2 separate regions of the Zea mays genome follow, and region 2 is linked to region 1. The links are chromatin contacts, called in public Hi-C maps. All regions are on one chromosome and are shown on one strand. The core of a region is the stretch at or near the end of the contact, and the rest is flanking DNA. Distances in the headings are between cores, read along the strand shown. Region 1 holds the start of LOC100274095 (CID11). Region 2 holds the start of LOC100285177.

Evidence for each region. Hi-C and Micro-C count contacts between places; a contact is called where the count stands out from the background.
Region 2: a contact with region 1 is called in a Hi-C map of bundle sheath, with 4 times the contacts expected there. The contact joins the promoter of LOC100285177 here to the promoter of LOC100274095 in region 1. A contact is called at or near these places in 6 of 25 Hi-C or Micro-C datasets (bundle sheath, ear, leaf and 2 more).

Annotation. Positions count from the first base shown.
Region 1 is chr8:24,597,992-24,601,463 of Zm-B73-REFERENCE-NAM-5.0, reverse strand. LOC100274095 (CID11) reads left to right here and starts at 1,478. Exons shown (of 10, transcript NM_001148474.1): 1 at 1,478-1,987; 2 at 3,017-3,130; 3 at 3,222-3,266. The coding sequence starts at 1,721.
Region 2 is chr8:24,973,118-24,976,878 of Zm-B73-REFERENCE-NAM-5.0, reverse strand. LOC100285177 reads right to left here and starts at 1,745. Exons shown (of 7, transcript NM_001158071.2): 1 at 1,151-1,745; 2 at 482-670; 3 at 129-310; 4 at 1-16. The coding sequence starts at 1,520.

The DNA of each region.
Region 1 (3,472 bases), core at 229-2,728:
TAGAGACTTCATTGCCTTATCAGTTAAGTGCACTTTTTGTTACTCTGTTTTATTAGTTGGCTTTGTATAGCAATTTTTAAGCTATTTTCGTATCAAGCGTTGGAGGATAGGCAATAAAATAAGGCTAAGTAAAATATAGGGACCAAAAAAAGAAAGAAGAAGACGACCACTACGACATGCTGGAGTGTTTGCAGAATATTGTAGATAATATAATAGTGAACTAAGTTCGTGCGTCACAATCATAATGATCAATTTTAATCATTTTTTCAAAAAGTGTTATGCTGAATTTATGTCTGAAAAGGTATTGAATTTATACTAAACTTTGACGCAAATACTAGAATGCGGCGAGGATACTCACAACTTTGTGAAAAAGCTATATATGAATGGCCGAATGGGGGTTATGTGAGCTGAATATATCAGAGGTTATATAAGCTGATTGCATGAGGAGGACGTGAGTTGAATTTTGTTCTTGCCACATCAAAAATGACGTGACAAGAAAAACCACACCACATCGTCAAGCCGGTTCAGATTTTTGTTACAACATGAAAAGTGATATGGTTTTGCAAATTGTGGAGGTTAAGTAGACTAATTAATAGATTATGGGTAACATGAACTTGGGGCACAGTGGCAATTTGAACTTTTCCTTACATTTATTAGTTAGATAGTAGTAACAAAATATTATTTGACATATTGTATTAAGATTTAAATAGAGTGTAAGTTAATTTTTAACGACTAACTGTTAGCTATCATTTAATAAATTCTAACTTCGAGAGCAAATAAATCGCCAAACGTTGTACCCCATAGTTTAAAACACCGCTCAAAACTATAAATTTAGGACTTATTTAGGTTTAATGTATTTTTACAGTTTCTAGAAATATCATGGTTTTTAGTAATAACATAGTAGTTAAGTCATATGTTTATAAAACCATGATATTCTAGATAATATGGTATTTTCGAAATACTGAAAACTCCACTCAAATCTAAAGTTTTAATGCAATGTCTATCTTTTTCTTAATACCATAATTTACAATATTATATCCAAATATTGTTTTTCAAGACCGTGATTTATTTGGAGTTAGCCAAAACGACTGTGTTGTCATAATAATGACAAAAATATAGTACTGTAAAATCATGCCTTAAAATATATGGAGACGCAACGCAAGAATATGTAGATGGAGACGCAAGGCGAGTTTAATAAATCCGTCGATAAGCTGCTTCACGCCTCCCCGTGCTGCTACGCACGTGCTTCACGCCTCCCCGTGCAGTGTAGAGACCATGCCCACGCGGAACCCGAGCGGCCGAGAGCCCAACAACCCGCCGGCCCTTCTCCTCCTCTCCGGTTTCCGTTTTGATTCCTCCCGATTCTCTCTCGCGTAGTCGCGTAAATTTCCCAGCCCGAAAATGGCCATAGCCTTGAGGCACTAGTAGGCACAGTAGCACCCAACCGCGGCCCGCTCCAGCAGCCCCACCCCATCGACGCCGTCGGCGAGGGCACCCAGGTCCGCGTCGCACCACGTCAGCCACACACCCACCAGGCCACCACCGCCCTCAGCTCCGGTGTGCAGAGACGCTGGATGGCCTCGCACCAGTAGAATCCGTCCGGCACTTTCTGCCCTACCCCACCCCAATCCACCCATCCGGCCGCGGGTGGATTTGACCGATATCGGCAGGCGGCCGCCGGCGTCTGCCTCGATTGATCCGCCTCGTCTCAGTCCTAGGTATGGCGGCGGTGGCGGAGGGATCGGCGTCTGCTGCGGCGAAGGAGGTGGAGTACCAGGCGGGCGTGCAGAAGCTTGTGGACCTGCTCTCCAATCTTAACCCGGCCGCCAAGGAGTTCGTTCCTTCCTCGGCTCCGGCCGCGGCTGCGTCGCCGCCCAAGAAAGCGTTGTCGGCGGATGCGCCGGTCTTCGATTACCGCTCCACCGCAGGCGGCAACGGGGCCACCGACGATCCCTTTTACGTTGGGTTTGGGAACCAGCAGCGCAAGGTATGATCCGTGACGCTCCTTTTCTTCTTCTTGACTTGATTCTTCATCGGAGAACGAGGCGCTTGGATCGGTGCTGTGGCTGGGTTCGTGTGTAGGATTAGATTGCTTTTCTCATTGGCTGTTTGGTAAAAGGTTGATTTTTTTTTCTTCCTTATCTTTGTTGATTTGCGTTACCGGTTGGTCGTTCCCGTAGTGTGGTGGTTAGCGTCTCTCTTTGAGGGAAAGGTTTGCCTTCTTTCTTTTGATGTACTAGGTTTGATCTTGACGAGGTGCCACTCCGTTAGTGGGACTGATGATACACTCTGAGCAATTCAGTTGTTTTAAGTTGATCTGTTTCTATGTGTGCTTGATTGGACGGTGATTGTATTTATTTTTTATGTGGTGTCGATTCGTTTGATTTGATTAATATTGGAAGCGGTGGTGTCAAATCTTTCTGATTCAGTTTTTAGTGGAAATCACGTGTTTTGGGGAATGTTTTCTCTATTTCCGCGGATGTTTGCTTTAGCAGAATTTTATCCTACAACTCTACAAGGTTCGTTTGGACTCAATAGTAGCAATCTGTAGACAGTTGTGGGCATTTCGAAGGAACCAATATATACTATAGAACCATAACATTTTCCCATAATATATTTGTCATGGGAGTACCTCATTGACCCGTTCACTGTCCTGCAATTATGTCATTCAATACCCCCATTTAAGACAAAATGATATGTTACTAAAACTTCAAGTCTTTGGTCAATGTGGTATTTAGAAGATGTTTGGTTATTAGGGACTAATTTTTAGTCACTCCATTTTAGTCTCTAAATTGTCAAATACGGGAACTAAAATAGAGTTTAAAATGGAGGGACTAAAAATTAGTCCATAGAAACTAAACACCCCCTTAATTTTTCAACCATGTGATACTTCCCCAATATTGCTTCTTTGTTTGGTTTGTCTTGGACTTGCTAGATGATCAGATGTTTGCAAGTGCTAATATTGGACGTGGTGATGCCGTTGAGAATTATGATGCAAGTTTTTTTCCATCTTCAGAGAGGGAATGGATACATCAACCAAGGAAGGAGGAGGACAAATGATAGGTTGAGGCGTGCAGACAGAGAGGACAGCGTTAGGCGAACTGTTTATGTCTCTGAACTTGATCATACTGTGAGTAGTTGATGGTTGCTTCAGCACTCATTGCTATATATTAAAGATTCTTGGGTTGTTATAAGATCTAATGATGTTGACCATCTGTTAGGTGACAGAGGAGAGACTTGCTGATATCTTTGCTACCTGTGGGCATGTAAGTTATTTCATCTGAAAAGACTTATTTTTACTTGTAATTGTACTGCTCATGTGATATTTCAGCGCTTCATTGCTTGTGCTGATCAATAGAAGTTATCAAGCAGAGTCTATTAAGTGATCATGTTTACTGGTCTATTCTGTCAACATGATCTTCTATTATATCAACATGATCTTCTATTCTGTCAACATGATCAATGATGTTTT
Region 2 (3,761 bases), core at 496-2,995, 380 kb before region 1:
TCCAGGGCTGGAAAACCTGGTGCAGGGATTTCAGAGGATCCAGTTTCACCGTCTCAAAGTTTTTTTTTTACCCTTAACAATCTAGTAGAGCCGTCGCTCCCTGTCAGAAACGTATCTATCTCGTTTACCTGGTACAGGCAGTAGGCAAGCACGAGCGCGAACGACACGACAAGGGCCAGCAGCATAGCGAGGCGCTGCCCGTGGTGCGTCTTCAACATCTTGGGGAACTGAGCGATGATGAAGGGGATGACAGATAGCCCCATGATCCGTGCCGCGTAGCTGGTCTGCACGTCGGTCGTAACACCAGTGCCTGCCACCGAATCTTGGCAGTCAGTAAAAAAGAACGCAATTGTTCATAATTGCCAGCTTTAGCATCCTCTCTTTGGAAATGGAGAGCTGAAACCTTTGTTGTCAGCATCCTACTTCGAAATCACATGATAAACAACCAACAGATATAGAGAGGACAGAGGAAGCAATGTACCAGTCAAGCTGAAGCCCTTGGTGTCTGTCACATCTACTGCCTCACGGCCTGGCCCGAGGTCACACTTGCCAACGACCACACAGGTTCCCCAGAGCAGGGTGAGGAGGAAGACGGTGGAACCGGCGAGCAGCCCCATCCCGATCAGCACCTGGCTCTGCGCCTCCTCTTTGCTCCCGGAGAGGCCGGACACTGCAACACGTGATCAACAGACAGATGAGGACAAACCATGATAATGATCTGATCAGGGATCCGGTCGTTGTTGAACAAGGCAACAAGGTGCTATGTCATATCTGTAATTTAAGTCCATTGGTACACCGGCTGCGATACTTGGATCGCAGATCTGATCTGCTGTGCTTAGTTCTGATCCTCTGTGTTAGTACTGTGACAACGTCAGAATCTGCACATAGCCACATACACATAACCTTCCCCAGATACTACTGTTTCGCAGCACAGGAAGCTTTATGGTTTGGTAAATAAACGTGTACTGCTTGCTGTAGTAAAAATTTTATTTAAAGAAAAGGACAATTATGCAAAGGCACGTAGAAAGTGAAAGGGAGAAAGTCAAAAGGCTTTGATGGATCGGATCTTGCTTCCAGCCTTTCAGAAAGCTAAAAACTAACCAACTGACGAATTTCAGTAGCAAAGCGCGGAGGGAAGAGGATTGCGAACCTAGGACGAGGAGCGCGTCGGGGAGGGCGCCGAGGATGGGGAGGAGGAGGCCGCCGACGAGGCCGGGCCCCATGATCTCTAGCAGCAGCTCGCTGCCCGCCGACAGGAACGTGGCCGCCTTGAACATGAGGAAGCCGTAGGCCAGCACCAGGAAGAGGTTGCCGAGCACGGTGGTGGTGCAGGGGAGGAAGCCGTAGGTCTGCTCGCACTCGGCCTCGGCCGGCGGCGCCGCGAGGCGGATGACCGGGAGGAGCGGCGCGGGCGGGCCGCCGTCGGAGATGAGGCGGCCGTACGCGGCGGCCGCCAGGAGCGACAGCAGCAGCGGGACCAGCGGGAAGCCGCGGCGGTGCTGCCGGCGACTCGCCGCCATTGCTGCCGCAGCGGTGGTCAACTGAAGGGTGAGCGTGAGCTACAATTACAACCAGGCGCAGGCGCGGGCAGGCTCCTCCTTCACTCGCTGCTGGTGCGGACGATAGATTTAGTATTATATTATCGTGGCGGTGTTGGGATCAAGAAGCGGAGCCGACGCGTACAACTCGTTTTTTCCGCGGCCCTTTTCGCTGCGTAGATCTTTTTTTAGGTATCGTGGCGATGGACATGGGGAGGCGAGAGCGTGAAAGAGATGGGTTTTTTTTGAACTCTGAAAGAGATGGGTTGGTAAGCCAAATGGACCAATCAGCAAAACCGAGCCGCGACAGCAACACCGGCCCGGCCGGCCGCTTGAGCCCGCCCGGTCGTCGCCGACATGGTGGCAGATGGCCAACGCTGCGCGGACGCGTCGGCCCCAGGACACGTCAGATCAGGTCGCGGTCTGTGCTGCGTGTGATCCGGATAAGCGACCACGAGGCCGTCCCCAACGGTTCAACCGTACCGAGTGGTACTCGGTACTCCCACTAGTACCACTTGCATGGCGACTGACCGGTCATCGGGAACAAAGAGAGGGGGCCCCACGCCCACTCCATGGCGTGCATTATCACATCTGAGATCTTATCTTGTGCCACGAATTAACGGGTGTTTGGTTTCTAGGGACTAATTTTTAGTCCCTACATTTTATTCCACTTTAGTTACAAAATTATCAAATATAGAAACTATAACCTTTATTTTAGTTTCTATATTTGTCAATTTATATACTAAAATGGAACAAAATGAAGGGACTAAACATTAGTCCCTAGAAACCAAACACCCCTTAAGGGCGCGTGATCAAGCTATAGCAGCACGGGCGCATGGCCACGTGTATGGCGTCACACTCACACCTATGGAGCCGGGCAGGTACGTGCGTGCATGACCGCGTTTCGTTTCTTCCTGTGGCCGGTCAGTAGACATGCCGCGGGAAGACTCGCCGTGTTTTGCTGCTCTTGAGCGAGCTGTTAGACTAAAGGGTTGTTCGTAATAGTACAATTTGACTCTATATAAGCAGTAGGCTTTTTACATCACAGGCGGTTCGGTTAGAAAACCACCTGTGATGTCTCAGGCGGTTCGGTACGTCTGTGATGTAATAGTATCACAAGCGGTTTTTGTTTATAACCGTCTGTGGTGCTCTATCCTTTTCACAAACGGACCCTAAGGAAAAACCGTCTGTGATTGTGAAAATATGAAAAATACAATTTAAATATGAAAATATTTTAAATTTTAACAGAAATATGCAAATACAATTTAAATGAATTAATATTTAATTTTTAACAAAAATATGCAAATACAATTTAAATGAATTATAATAGCACACAGAGATAACTAGAGAGATTTTAAATTAATTGGCAACCACAATTCATAGTCGATCATATATGATAACAAATACAATTTGATTCATACAATTTTTCATGAACTACCATTTTTCCGCATGTATGGTGTTGGGGACCTTCGGCGTCCGAAGGTCCTCAAAAACAGGATTTAACAGTATTTGTGTAGTACAATGTGTGAACAGGTACCCTCAGACTAAAGTCGGCATTGCAGCATACCGGAATAATACGAAGCTTGATACAGAGCCGAAGGTGTTGAGCAGGAAAGCTTCGGCGTAACGGCAAAGAGTGGAACCGACTTAAAGATGAAAAGGCTATTCAGACCTCGATAGACTGCTATAGAGTTATTATCAAATGTAAGGGGCATGAATGTAATTTTGTAAGGGCTGTGTCCCGTGTCTATAAATAGGTGAACAGTATCCCCGTACTGTTCACGCTGACTTGGCATTCACTTTTTGCGTCACGTTTGTACTGTCATCTCCTTCCAAGCCGAAGGTACATTTATAATTCGATATTGTCTCTATTCCTCTTTGATGATATAATAAAGTTAAATGAATAATGTTATATGGTTATTCGTGCTATCTTTTATGTTTCATATGCTTCGTCTTTCATTAATGCGTACTGTGATGATGAAGGTTCGTCCTTCATGACCTTCGTCCGAAGATTGTTATATCCCAAGGGAAATAATGCCTCAATAAGCGAAGGACTTTATCGTTTAACATTTTCTGTGTTGCCTTGTTCTTAACTCATAGCATTTGAGAACAAGTCCCCAACATTGGCGCCCACCTCCGGTGAACTCACTTCCATTTCTTGAGCTTTTCAACATCTTCGGCAAGCATCACCTTCGTCATGCCGCCGAAGAAGGCTTCAGCACC